Linked DNA regions of Bombyx mori: region 1 is linked to region 2. A link is a contact called in public Hi-C data. All regions are on one chromosome and are shown on one strand. Each heading gives the region's core, a stretch centred on a gene start, on an enhancer-like site or on the middle of the called end of the contact. The rest is flanking DNA. Distances are from core to core; before and after follow the strand shown.

Region 1 (7,802 bases), core at 3,612-6,111, 41 kb after region 2:
GCTTTGCGTCATAACGGTACAACTTGCAATAGCGCTCGATGTACCCACCAGAAGCCTGTATAAGGTGTAATCGGACCACCGCGAGTGGCGCCCGCTCTGTATAAGGGCAGGTGGATCACGTATCTGATCTATATCTGTTGCGTCCATGATCTAGCGTTATTTCCTACATACTAAATAACCTATTGCGCTGTGTCCTGAATTGAATATGGGTTGAGAATAAAAAAGTTTTTTTTTACAACTCCATTCCTCTTTTGTTCTTTGTTATCTTAATCTATTATTGATCTTATATAAGAAGTAGGATGTAATCGGATAGGAACAAATTTAGATAAATAACTCGCTCGAATGTTAGGAAAGTGCGAAGGATTTAGATTTTTTAAAAAATTGTACGCATTAGGTCCTTGATTTTTGGGAGTGGAAAAGTCATCAATTTTCGTTAACGAGGTTGATGTTAGCTTTAAGTCCCGTTATTAACTTATAGTGACCAATCTTTTTTCGGGCTTATGAAAACTTTCGTACATTATAAGAAATATTTGAGGTTGATATATTTTTTAAATGTATTCATTTATTATACACTAGCGACCAGCCCTCGCTTCGCTTCGGAAACTGTAATTTATTATTGATTTCTCCACTATTTAATGGATGGTATTATACATATAAACCTTCCTCGTCAATCACGCTATCTATTAAAAAAAACCACATCAAAAATCCGTTGCGTAGTTTTAAAGATTTAAGCATACACAGGGATATAGGGACAGAGAAAGCGACTTTGTTTTATACTATGTAGTGATGATATATGAAATGCAAACATTATTTAATTAATTCAATGAGGGAATTATAACTGGGATCAATGGTGGCTACAGAACTACATACATAGTAGTATAGAATTAAGTCTATATCACCCTTAAGAAGACAGAAAGATTTGAAACTGTACAGTGTCACGATAATTTAAAGAATAATATCCAAGGTCGTACTAACTGTCTAGATTAGTATTCTACGTAAGCAGTGTAACAGAAATGTGTGTTGAATATATGCATGCATCGAGTGTGTGTTACGTATTCAATTTTTGCGTTCTAATGTCACTTGTGTTTGCATGAAAATAATCTAGTAGTTCTGAATTGCATACTCTGGTCATTTACTAATCTATATATATATAAAAGAAAGTCGTGTTAGTTACACCATTTATAACTCAAGAACGGCTGAACTGATTTGGCTGAAAATTGGTGAGGAGAGGTAGCTTAGAGCCAGGAGAAGGACATAGGATACTTTTTATCATATTCCCGTGGGACGTGACATAAAACGTGGTATAACAAAACGCAACTGATATGGAATAACAAAACGCAACTGACAGCTAAACGTTCCATGGTTAAATTTTGAAGTTGACCGGTTGATGTGTTTGAAACAAACCGTGTTGGCGGGACAAAGCTCACCGGGTCCGCTAGTATTCAAATATAAGAATGACAATCAAAGACAATTGCCAAAGTATTGAATTGAAGTTAGTCGTTTTTTTTTTAAGTTTGGGAAGATATAAAAATATTATTTGTCTTTTTATGTCCTCAACAAAACTTTGACAAACGCTGATTCACATCACGCAACAAACCAACAGCTTAGGACAAACTGAGTTGCCGCAATCCATCTTTGTAGAAACCGCTTATTTGGTCGAAGAATCTTACGTTGTGTAAAATAAACGTAAAAGGTATGAAATTCACACGACACTGTTGCATGTTCGTGTGATTATTACAATGCCTTTTACGGTAATTTATTAGTGACGTAGAAAAATCTGTCAGTTTGAGATAATTTGTACGGGGAGACTGTAGTTAATTTATCCATACAAATTTTCGTTCTTTCGTCGAAATGTATGGAACATTTTTTTTTATTGCCCTTGTAGGCAGACGAGCATACGGCCCACCTGATGGTGAGTGGTTACCGTCGCCCATGGACTTCAGCAATGCCTGAACATTGAATGAAAACATTGTAAGTTACAAGAATAAAAACAAGGATTTAACAGCAATTCCGACCTTAGTCCCCAAAAATTTCAAGTCAGTCCTTAATTCCTTCAAAACATCAACCACAAGAACTTCAGTAATTAATTGACAATAATTTGGATTTTCCTTCGAACCTGACGCTAAAAATCCCGCTACATTTACAAGTTACAGCTACATAATAAGAATTTACCATTAATATACCCAAAAACAACCTAAAAACCTCAACATGGTTGAACGCTTTCGCTGGAGCTGTTTGGTTTTTTTCCTACCTATGCTGATAGCCTCAAGAGGCCATTTCAGCTTCGGCTTGACGTGTAGGTGACCTCACGGGGCTCAAACCGGAAGTGTTGCTAGCTAACATTGGCCCTAGCAAGAGCAGTGCTTCGCAGAATTTACCACCGGATCGGAAACGCGACCCACTGAGAAGGTCCGGCGAGAAATTCAGTAGGCTGAATAGAATTTTGGCAACCTTGCAAACAGGTGCTTCGCAGTGAATACGGATATCGACGTCTCTGCCAGTACTCAACTCCGACTGTGTCTTAAAAAAATCAATTTAACATATAACCTTGTATTTTGGCATTCCGAATCATTATCTAAAATATCGAACGTTTTGTTTTATCAAACGCCGCATTGTTTTCATACAAAACTGATAATGGCCATAATGCTATAATCAAATTACCTACATAAGTATATCTGCTACTGTATTTTTATGTCATTTATAATGGATTTGTATAGAGCTTGCTTGTATAGACAATTGAAAGAGAATGTTTGAGAAATGATGTGGAAAACTCTATTGTATTTCATATATGTGATTGATGGAGCTGTATTCTCTTACGATAAATTAGACTGCCCACCGGTAAATTGAGTCATTTAAATGATAATTGAAATCTTGAAACACACACGGGTAAATATTGTCAAAAGGCTTTAATTTAGGCTTCCGTTGTTTTAAATTAAATATTCAAGCGGTCACCGCTATCGCGGCTTCGTTATCGCCATGCCCTGTTTATCTTCCTATGACAGGATTAGCCCCGACCGACTATGGAGATTGCGTTATCAGCCATGGCGCCCATATTTGACTCACCTCTTGGATGCTGTTTACTGATTTTACTTATAAGACTGACCTAATGCTTATTTTTTAAAGAACCGCCATTTTTTCGCTTAGGCCCATTGGAATCGTGATCGAGAAACCACAGGTTCGTGTCGGCACATATATATAATAAATATGAACTTGAAAATAAATAGCGAAAACTGCACACCCGATCCTGTGGACCGAATGGTAAACAGTCGACCTCACCCTAAACGCGTCATTACGGATCCTCCTGATACATTAACGGTGCTTTTAGGCACCTCAGGCACCGAGCCTTCTCGTCGAACCCGTCACTTGCGCCGAAGGGCTCGACGAGTAAACTAACACATAGACACAGCCCACTGAGTTTCTCGCCGGATCTTCTCAGTGGGTCGCGTTTCCGATCCGGTGGTAGATTCTGCGAAGCACTGCTCTTGCTAGGGCCAGTGTTAGCAACACTCCTGATTTGAGCCCCGTGAGCTCACCTACTCGTCCGGTTACGCTGACATAGCCTCTCAAGGCTATCACTTTAGGTAAAAAAAATTGAATTTAGACAATTAAATTAAATAATACATTCCACAAAACGCCGTTAAATTCAGTCCTTAAATAAACGAATACTAATTGTTACATCACGTTTTAACATAAATAACGTGTGCCAAGGATATTTTCGTGGTGCGTATCCATAATTCGCATTAATGACATCAGCTCGTACAACCATCGTGCGCATAGACTTACGATCTGCTTACTTGAAATGTAAACAGTCTAAGTCATAAGCTTCAGCGATCTGCGAAATGGACGAATGGCTTTGAAGTGTGGCGTGATTTACACGTATTGAGATTTAAAATTATTAACTTGAAGTACATATTTTGAGACAATTCGGATCGAAAATACGCGTATTATCTTGTGGCAGTAGCCATCATACAACAAGATATTTGACAAATGTCTGAATCTGGCTTACGACATTTTCAAGATAACATTGCATATATACAAGTTCCGAACAGCCGCATTTGGACCGTCGGTCTACCGAGAAATATCACCCACTCGGTGGAAGATTTTCCTTCTGTCGTTATACCTACAATCTGATTAAAATCTGGAGAAACATTTGATTTTTATATGCCAAAAGTGAAAAAACACGACATGTCAGTGCCAAAGATATCTAAAATAACCAATATCACCTATCGCTTATCGCCCGTCCGTCGGTTGTTCTAAGAATTTATGTAATCGTGTTTATTGAAATCATAATACACACACATAAAAAACCTGTTTTAAAAATATGTCGTGTTACACCTTGAAAATTGTTAATGGCGTCTATTGAATAACAATTATTTGTATATTAATTTTATTTAAAGAAAAAATACGTTAGTTTGTAAGGACCTCTGGTTTACTGGTGGTAGGACCTCTTGTGAGTCCGCACGGGTAGGTACCACTACCCTGTCTATTTCTGCCGTGAAGCAGTAATGAGTTTCGGTTTGAAGGGTGGGGCAGCCGTTGTAACTATACTGAGACCTTAGAACTTAATATTTCAGGGTGGGTGGCGCATTTACTTTGTAGATGTCTATGGGCTCCAGTAACCACTTAACACCAGGTAGGCTGTGAGCTCGTCCACCTATCTAAGCTATAAAAAAACGCTGTTTTTAATTTGACGCTTGGTTTGGTGCTGCGCAACTTTGTCCAGATAATGGATTCGGGTGTTTTTATTTCTACGATACCGATTATTTGTGTAACAGGAATGGGCAGGTGAATCATTGTCCACCGGTGTTGTTCGGTAACCGGATATACACTACAAAGTGTAGGGTGACCGTTTTTTTCCCTACCTATGCGCTGGTAGCTTAGGGGGCTATTACAGCTACGCACGGACTGGTAGATGAGCTTACGTGCTCAACCTGAGAGAATTTGCTAACACTAGCCCTAGCAAAAGCAGTGCGTCTCAGTCCGCGACCGTGCCGCGTTTATTCTCGGCAGACTCAAAAAAAAGTAGTGTGTCGCAGAATCTACCACCGGATCGGAATCGCGATCCACTGAGAAGATCCGACGCGCTATTCAGTGGGCTGTGTCCTTTTTATTTTTATTTTTTATTGCTTAGTTGTGTGGATGAGCTCACAGCCCACCTGGTGTTAAGTGGTTACTGGAGCCCATAGACATCTACAACGTAAATGCGCCACCCATCTTGAGATATAAGTTCTAAGGGTCTCAATTATAGTTACAACGGCTGCCCCACCCTTCGAACCGAAACGCATTACTGCTTCACGACGGAAATAGGCGGGGTGGTGGTACCTACCCGTGCGGACTCCCAAGAGGTCTTACCACCAAAATGTCTCCGTCGATCCCATTCTGTAGCTTGGTGGAGTGCATCGCCGACAGGTATTTTCAGTTCCTCCACTATTTGGTCCAACCATAGTTTGGGACATCTACCCCTAGACCTTTTTCCCTCGATTTTACCGGTCACCACAAGGCGTTCCAAATTTCTGGTATCCCTGCGTGCAACATGACCAAAATACCACAATATTCTTTGTAGGCAGGTTGTGGATGGACGATAACGAGTACCTAATCATGATTTTTTTTATTGCTTCGATGTGTGGACGAGCTCACAGCACACCTGGTGTTAAGTGGTTACTAGAGCCCATAGACATCTACCACGTAAATGCGCCACACACCTTGAGATATAAGTTCTAAGGTCTCAGTATAGTTACAACGGCTGCCCCGCCCTTCAAACCGAAACGCATTACTGCTTCACGGCAGAAATGGGCAGGGTGGTGGTACCTACCCGTGCGGACTCACAAGAGGTCCTACCACCAGTAAAACGTATTGATTATTACTACCATTAGTTACATATATGTCTTTTTTCAGTGCATACTTCCGAATTTGATCCCGATGTCATATTGATTTATGATTATTTTTTTGCTAATATCGATAACTAATAATTATTTCTTAATAAACTAATAAATGTTTCTACGGTACATATTTATTTTCACCCAGACGTCTCTATAGAATGTTTACGTAAAAAACTTTAAGATCTGTGTTGCGGTACGTTAGCGATAATTGCCTAACAAAACACCGGCTGTGGCTTGTGTTTGCACGTTACATTAGTACATTTGCATATTGCGAACGCCGCCGGTGCGTAATAAATACGTAATATAATATTATGTGCATATGTACACCTACAATGGCTAGTGTGAAAACAGATTGACCTGATTGATATCTTAGACGTTTCTAATCTACTTGAATCTCTTATCCGTGTAGTAAACTGAAAATATATTAATACAATACTTTCTTGCCTAATTGGGATGCATAAACTTATATTTTTAACTAGCTGACCTCGTAGTACCTCAATCGATAAATAAAAGACCTAAACTTTTCGAGGACACAAAAGGAAAAACAAAATTGTTATTTTTATTTAATTCCGAGCATTTTCATATTTATCTACCTTTTAAACCTTCTCTGGACTTCCACAAACAGTTCAAGACCAAAATTAGCCAAATCGGTCCAGCCGTTCTCGAGTTTTAGCGAGACTAACGAACAGCAATTCATTTTTATATATAGAGATATATCGAATGAAAATACACTTAAGAGTCACATGATCATGAGTGGTCACCGTCGCTCATAGGTATTGAAAATGTCAGAAGCAATGCCGAGGCGCGCTTTACCAACTCTCTTGGTTCTGATCAAATTGAGCATTGGCTCGGAAATGAAGTCCATGTAAATTTCGTGACACAACGTGTCTGTTAGTGGCATCTGACACACGACGATCAGCCGGATCTTTCCCGAAAATCTGGGGCGACCAACGAAAAATGAGGCCTATAATATCAAAGGCAGCTAAACGCCTTAATGTCGAAAAAAAAGGTGTTAACAATGGCGCTATCTTGCTTAGTTAGTTGGACACGCTTTAGTGTTTTCATGTTATAACAAACGCAGCTAAATCTCTAACAAATTCCGTTAAAAAAATATATTTTTACTCTGTACTAAGTACTAATAAACGAAGTTTTATCATTTAAAATTCAGATCATTAGTAATATTCTCATTCTTTATAAATCTACTTTAAAATAAAGAATATCGTAGCTATCCGAACAAAGTTATTTCAGCTTCTCAAACCGGGAGTGTTGCTAACACTAGCCCTAGCAAGAGCAGTATTTCGATGGATCGGGAGGATCCATAATGACGTGTTTAGGGCCGATTTTTGTAGTTTACCTCAATATTTGACAGACTTGGATTTAGCTGCCTTTGATTTTATAGGCCTCAAATAATCTAATAGAATAAAATAAAAATCATATATAAAAATGAATTGCTGTTCGTTAGTCTCGCTAAAACTCGAGAACGGCTGGACCGATTTGACTAATTTTGGTCTTAAATTATTTGTGGAAGTCCAGAAAGGGTTTAAAAGGTTTAAAAGGTTTAAAAGATAAATATGAAAATGCTCGTCAGCTAGTCTATACTAATATTATAAAGAGGAAAGATTTGTTTGTTTGTTTGTTTCGAATAGGCTCCGAAACTACTGGACCGATTTGAAAAATTATTTTTCCATTAGAAGCCGACATTGTACCTGATGAACATAGGCTACTTTTTTTATTTTATTTTTATTTATTTTTTTTGGTTTCATGTGTGTTTTAATGTTTCCGAAGCGAAGCGAGGGCGGGTCGCTAGTTGAAAATAAAATAGAAAGTTACAACAATAAACTTATGAATAATTCTAATTAGCGTCAATATTTTCATCGTGTACCCCAGTACGTCGACACGGTCCGATCGCTTTATAATAGAGAT
Region 2 (7,904 bases), core at 2,183-4,682:
TTGAAGGATTGACGAGAAGGACGCCTGATAATTACGAAGCTGTATTAAGGATCCGTTGAGTTTGTGTAAATTGGATACGTTATTTTATTCTGGATTTAGAACATTCTGGATCAAAGTTATCATGAAATTCTTAAACTGCAATTACAATATAAAGTTTTAGAAACTATTTTCAAACGGGTTCATAAGACGTTTTTCACGTTCATTATCACAGGTAGAGTATGTATAGTTGTTTCGGCAAACTTCGTAGTGTCTCTTAATAAACTTAAAACAAACAAAAGGAATCCGTCCGATGGAAGACACATCAAAGGAAAAACAATCTTTTTGTTTTTATTTAATTCCGAGCATTTTCATATTTATCTACCTTTAAACCTTCTCTGGACTTCCACAAGTAATTCAAGACCAAAATTAGCCAAATCGGTCCAGCCGTTCTCGAGTTTTAGCGAGACTAACGAACAGCAATTCATTTTTATATATAGAGATAGATTATTGCCCTAATAGGTTGACGAGCATACAGTACCTACACCCGATGGCGAGTGCTTATTGTTGTTCATCGTCAGCAATGCAGAGGCAACCCGCTGCCTACCGTTGAGTGCTCTCCGCAAGCCTTGTTTGAAGGATGGAACTTTATTAATATAGCTTCTTTTTATAGAGTGTCTATAATAATCGCATCTGTCGCGAAAATTTAAAACAATTCGTAAAAAGTGTGAAAGTTCAATTGAATGTCCAGGTTCGTGTATCAAAATGAGCGGTGAAATCCAAAAAGGAAAGCCAAGGGCCCGCCCCACTGAACTGTTTTGAGACATCTTGAATCTCTGAGAGGCTTAACTTTTTTTTAGAATTTTACACAATACGTTCGTTTTTAAATTAAAGTAATTATTAGCCAACACTATATTTGATCAAGGATTTTCGTTTTGGCGAACCTTGAGTAGGCCTATAGGTATCTAGCTATATATGCTTTGAATTTGTGAGGTAGTTTGAAATACAATGCTTTACACACTATGTACTTAATAATCGATTAATATACACATGAATTGATTCTTGTTTATAGTATCTCTCTGTCCAATTTTGTCGGAAAGTAGGTATTCGTGTATTCTGGTCTTCAGGGTAGAAATATCGTATTATTGTACAATACTTTATGATATTTAATTTTTATTTATTTATTTATTTAGACACACCAACAGCAATACACACAAAACATTCAAGCTTAAAATTAACATGTATAAAATTAAGTACTGGTATGTAAGCCAGTTACAGGCATGTACAGAAATCTCTTATAACACACTATGACATGTTACAGCAATTTTACAAACAGCGGAAAAATAGGCTAAATTTAAATATTAACAGTACGACAAAAAAGTATATTTGAAAATAACATGAAAACAAGAGTTAACTACTTAACATTCTCTCATCAATTATAAACAAAGGAACTTGGATACTAGTTTGTTTTTGAGACCAGGACACGTGTCGTTAAATGATATAAATAATATCAATGAGCACCGTCACCTGCTTGACATCATGTGAACCGTAAGGTCGTCCAGAGCTATTCCTATAAAGTAATAAAAATACTTTTTAAGCTCTGTATGGCAACACATATATTTTTGATTAGATAAGGAGGACTTAATAAAAAATCGATAGATATTTAAATGAGGCCATTAATGCACGCACATAAAATTTTATATACATGTATATTCACTCTCTTGATTCAGTCAAATACCTACTGTACAAATATTTCAATCTACATAAAGTACCTATCTATAGCTTTTTTTATGTTGAAAAAACATATAGATACCGCGTCTTTTGAGTTAAAATCACATTATGTGAGATTGTAGCTCACTAAAAATCCTTTGTTAGAACCGTCCCTATTGGAATACAAGAATAGCTTAAGCACATCGAGCATGAAAGCTTAAAATTACAGTCACAAATGTAGATAATATACAATATGTCCCTAATACTTGAGTTTTCTGTACATACCTAAGTATCTCTCCTTTTATAAAACTTGATTCTTTAACAGAAGTGAACAAGTTTTTTTTAAATACGTAATTGAATTACAACTTATATCAGTCCGTCCGTTTGTCAAATGTTATTAATCTTTTAAAAAATAAAAATCTTTTTTTTTTAACGGAGCATTTAAAATCGAATTATTTAAGTAATACTTAACACTTGAAATGTAGTATCACTCTGCCGATTGTTTCACGTATCAAGTATCAACTATCAAAGTATTTTTACTAAGCTACTGATATTGAAATCTATTGTTACCTATATGCAATATTAGTAAAATATTAATATTCCTTACATTAGCAATTTAAAACCATAATATTATGAATTTGTGACAAATTATTCGGTTATAAATTGCTCGTTAAATTCATATAACAAGATCTAAATCACCTAATCCGTTTCGATGAAGGCTATCTAGTTTCTTCATCGTGGATTAATTCTAGACAGTTAGCCATTATAAAAATTGAATATAGTGTCATTAACCTCACAGTTGAAAATCCAAGATCAGAAAATACGGATGCGAATTTAATACTATACCGTTTTACACTTAATAATTATGTCATTACACACAATCGGCAAAAAATGTTACAAAAACCACCAATACGGGTTTAGATAATAATGCCCGCGTATTACTTTGTATGCGTTTTTTTTTTTTTTATTGGTACAATAATTACGAAGTCACTCTAAGCTTATACTTGTTCAAGCACGCCTTTGGAAAGTTAATGCAATCCACTAATATGCAATTTTAAGTAAAGCGTAAACTTATAACCAAAATAAAGAGAACCGATATGTACCTACACTTTCTATGCTGAATTTCGTCTGTCATGGCAATTTTTGACAACATTTTTTTAATGTACTTTTTAATAAACCCACGTGTTGGTCAAAGTAAAAGTACTAAAAAGATTTTGTACCTAATTATTTTTTGTTATTCTATTTATCAGTATCTTATGTCAAACTGGGTATTATTATTTAATTCTATGTAATTACTATTAATATTAACAAATTATATTAAGTTTACAATTTTAGATTTTGTTTCTCATTAGTTTTCAATATAACGAAGGGAAACTTCAGCTTAGAATGGGTTAATGTTAATTACTTTATTAATTTAAATTATTGACTAACTTAAAATTATTATTATCGGCTGAAACTAATACTGCCATCTCTTGATACTCAAAAGAACTACGTGAGCATCACGAACGACATTCAACCATAAAAGACATATTGAAACTTCTAACTAAATGATCAACGCGCGCCATCTATTGGTTGTTTAATAAAATATTATTCCTTTTTAAATTTTTTGAATGAAAACAAGCAATTTACATATAAGAAAATTGGATCTTTCTATCCTGAATTAAAGTAAAAAAATATTTGTTTAAAACTAAATAACGGGAGTAGTAAAAATAGTGGTTAAGTTTTTGCACTGGTAGCCCAAAGTGTTTTCTGTCAAATTGACGTCAAACCGTCTGGCCGTGTTTTTCAATCAGTCAGTTGTCAAACAGAATTTTGTGAATGATTGCGGCGAGTGTCTCGTCGAACGTAAACGGTACTTCTAAGTTAGCTGCATTATTTGCGTTTTCATAAAAATTGTAACATAGAGTTAGCTTAGCATTAAACTATTCCACGTATTTAGAACAATATAAAATCAAATAGTACATTATAACCAGTAATTTTAAGTTATATTTTATTTATAAAAATCGTCGGAATCTTGTTACAATGGTGAAAGATGGACAAAATAAATATCGGTCGTTGTCGATCTAGCGAGACTTTGTGACGCAGACGCTATGTGTAATGTGATCTAGTGCTACAGAATTAAAGGATTTCTAAGCCCCGGTAAGTTAATTTGAATTTACACAATACACCGTTAATTTGTTTAAATTATCAACTGTGTGCAATAGACATAAAAGTTATACTGTTATTCGCATCGATATCGCAATCCTTATCTTCTCAAAAAATCGTATTATTTAAGTACTATCACAAAAACACATTCCTCAGCCGGTATTAAACGTATTTTAAACTCTTGTAACTTACGCAAAAATGAAAACTAGAAAAAAATTGCACCGACAGGTTTTCTGTTATGAAAACGCAGTAAAAATGACAAATATTTAAAAAAAGAAAAGTACAGTAAAAATATGAACAATTGCATAATTCAATAGTTCATCAAAATTTGAAAATAAAAAATTGTTAAACAATCTCACCAAATATAACAATGTAATTTAAAAAGTAAATTGTTTCAAAATATAAACGTAAATTGACATATTCAACACAATATCTATTAGTAAAGGTTTGTTTTTCTAATTTACTTCTAATACCTAAAAGGCATATACATACCCATAACATATATAGTTGAATTAAAATTTCTTGACAACAATTGCATTGATTCTGTTTGTGCAGGTGTATATTGCAGTCATGGCCAGTGAGGAATCCAGCGTAAGAGTTGCTGTGAGGTAATTATTTATGAATATTATATTTAAGTTGTAAATTTTTTAGTGGGATAAATATTTTCAAAATCTTTATTTATTTCGGTTACACTGATACGTAAACTGTTGTGGCATTACTGCTAAGTCTTGTAGTACGAATTTGAAATAAATAATAAAAAACCATTCAAGTTTAATGACGTTTTTTTTTTTTTTATTTATGTTCCTACTTTTATATAAAGAAGGTAGAATTAAAACCATTGTTGTTAATTTGCTGAAATATGTTGCTTTAAACACTTCAAATAATACTGATAGGGACCTTCTAAAACTTAAAAAGTAATCAATATAGATTAGAACTAATCAAACAAGTGATTTTAAATAGAACAAAGAATCAATACATTTCTAAAAACCTGTAGTATGTTTGTAAAACCTATAATTTTTGCAACTATTTACTTGAACATTATATTTAAGCCATCTACAACGTAAATGCGCCAACCATCTTGAGATATAAGTTCTAAGGGTCTCAGTATAGTTACAACGGCTGCCCTACCCTTCAAACCGAAACGCATTACTGCTTCGCGTCAGAAATAGGCAGGGTGGTGGTACCTAACCGCGCGGACTCACAAGAGGTCCTACCACCAGTAATAAAAGTAATTTCATTTACAATACTTTGTTGTCCGCTCATTGAAATAATTTTCATAGAATTCTCCATAAATTAAGATTTATTAGTATAATTGAAATTGTAAAGTTCATTTTTATAATTTGCAGAAAGTTAAAACTACTATAATAATCCACAATAAAGATCAGTTATTAACATTAAAATAATAATTAGCGGTCGCGAAAAATAATAATTAGCGAAATGAAAACTTCTATTAAATATAGCCTAATAACCACTCTAGTAATATCAAAGAGTACGTAGGGTACATAAAAAAAGCCAAATTCCTTTTTTTAAGTAGAGTATGAATATATATTTTGTTGAGAATAATTCAGATTTGCAGTAGTCAAATATCTTGAAATATTTTCTAAACTGAGTTAGAATAAAGTGAAGACGTTTAAACGCGCCTTCTTTTATACTATTCAGCATACATTGACTGTTCGTATCGAACTCAATTTCATGATTTATATCATTCCGTTAGGGGGTCGTCACGCAAACACGCGGCCTACATCGTTGCGTGCCAATACATTGCCGGTAATGTGCGTTGGTGTCGTAAATAAAACACGGAAACATTATGAAGTGTTCGATTTTCAAAAATGCTTAAATTATAGCCACAGATCAAGATCACATATTGTTAAATACGTGAAGATGTGAAATAAAAGCTATAGATGCGAGGTATGCCGTCTAGAAATTCTTCTGCGGGTTCCTTCTGATCCCATTATTTGCGCGGTAAATTTTTATTTAATAATCTCTAACGGTATGGTGGTAGAGCGAAGCCAGTATTATTTGATTCTACTCACCTATCATTAAAACAATGTTTTCAATGATAGGTGAGGTTTTTTTTTAAACGCAATGGAGACTTCAGCCTTATTACTCCAGATAAATCTCACTTCTTAAACATTTTATTTCAAACATATCATTAAATATAATAAAATAAAATGTTTAATTCTAAAATTAACATCGAATTAATTCCAATGCTTTTTATTAAGTGATATCAAACAAAATTTAAGGTCTTACATTGATAATCGCAACATTTACACTACGAAGCATTAGGTATTTAGTGTAATAAAAAAAGGCGTTTTCTGGATTTTAGATCTTCGAATGAGTCCGTCATGCACACATACTATACATCTTCAGATTCTATTAACACCTCCGCCATAAGATTTATTCATAGCTCACTCCATTGTATCTATAGTTGTGACATCATGATTCGAGCAAGGACGTACCTAAACGTCGCAACGTTAATAATTTGGAAAATAAGTTAATAATAAATTACTACTATCAATTTAAATATCGGCTAAACTTAAATGATGTTCAATTAAAAACATCGAACTGCTGATGCTAATACAAAATAAAATCCATCTTTAATTAAAAAGATAAATGTCGTTTTTTAAAGAAATGTCACTCAAACCAAATAACCTTTCACCCCTCCAATATAATATTGCACGTAGTGTTTTTTATGTTTTGATCAGTAGAATCATATTATTTTTTAATATGTACACACTTTATGACGCTGTTTTTGCTAAACATTAATTTACAGAATATGGTTACGGTCGTTAAAATAAGTGGCTTTGAAGTATGTTAAGCTTCCATCACCTTTGCGCGTTATTCAAATAGATAATGAAATTAAATGAATTCAAATGAAACCCGCAAAATTATAATTTGCGTAATTACTGGTGGTAGGACCTCTTGAGAGTCTGCGCGGGTGGGTACCGCCACCCTGCCTATTTCTGCCGTGAAGCAGTAATGCGTTTCGGTTTGAAGGGTGGGGCAGCCGTTGTAACTATACTTGAGACCTTAGAACTTACATCTCAAGGTGGGTGGCGCATTTACGTTGTGGATGTCTATGGGCTCCAGTAACCACTTAACACCAGGTGGGTTGTGAGATCGTCCACCCATCTAAGCAACAAAAAAAAAAAAGATAAGCCTCTGTAATGTTTTTAAACTAACGCGTCCAACTTAAACTGCTGTAATTGCAAAATAGTTGCATTGGAACTCTTGAACTATGCCGCATCGAATCTGCGACAATCGCTTCTAAGGACAGTCTCCGACCTTTCCTCAACGTCGGGTGCTACTTACACCGTTACGTAACAACTGAACGAAAAACACGAAATATATCTACCTACCTAACCTCAATAGCCTAGCTTCAATGTACTACTAACTATTTGTTACGTAAGTAAACTAGCACTTTCCGTATTTACATTGTAGCGTTTGACGATGTTTTTTAATATTTTTTCTCCCTACTTTATCGTTGGTAACCTAAGAGGTTATGCCAACATTGCGCGGGCTGGTAGGTGAGCTCACGGGCTCAACCTGACAGAATTGCTAACACTAGCCCTAGCGAGTGCAGTGCTTCGCTGAATCTACTACCGGATCGGAATCGCGACCCACTGAGAAGATTCAGCGAGAAACTCAATGGGCTGTGTCTATGGGCTCGTTCGCACGTCGAAGTCTTCTTCGGAATCGACGAGAACGGTAACCGGTGCTTGAAGAGCCTAAAAGCACCGAGAGTGGATCCGGGGGATCCGACAAGGCATATTTTGGCCGACGACGGCTTTACATTACCTTGTCACCTAGATCGGATATGTAGTTAGCGGTGGCCACGACAAAAAGGTTATCGTGCCGCGCTGCTTTTTCAAAGTAGCCTACTGACGCTTCTTTAAGTAACTTACGTATCGGTTCTAGATTTAAGTCGTCGTGAAGATCTAGATTTTTTTAATATAACATTGACATGTCTACACAGGTCCGGCCCATTTTTGCAAAGTTTGGAATCAACAACTTTGGACAATGTCTTAGTTAAATTAAGAACATAATTTAAAAAATCTGAGCGTTTTTCCTTG

The links. Hi-C and Micro-C count contacts between places; a contact is called where the count stands out from the background.
Region 1: a Hi-C map of whole pupa shows a contact between it and region 2, with 2.5 times the contacts expected there. The contact joins the enhancer-like site here to the promoter of LOC101743085 in region 2. A contact is called at or near these places in 4 of 7 Hi-C or Micro-C datasets (midgut and whole pupa).

Annotation. Positions count from the first base shown.
Region 1 is chr5:15,796,835-15,804,636 of ASM3026992v2, forward strand. All of the region lies in intron 3 of LOC101743085 (kinesin-like protein KIF21B), which reads left to right. Among protein-coding and RNA genes, the nearest start is that of LOC101743085, 40 kb to the left of the region's middle. Within about 2 kb of position 4,862, at least 2 of the 8 cell types and tissues checked have open chromatin away from gene starts, as enhancers often do.
Region 2 is chr5:15,757,223-15,765,126 of ASM3026992v2, forward strand. LOC101743085 (kinesin-like protein KIF21B) reads left to right here and starts at 3,433. Exons shown (of 31, transcript XM_021350593.3): 1 at 3,433-3,825; 2 at 4,387-4,439. The coding sequence starts at 4,402.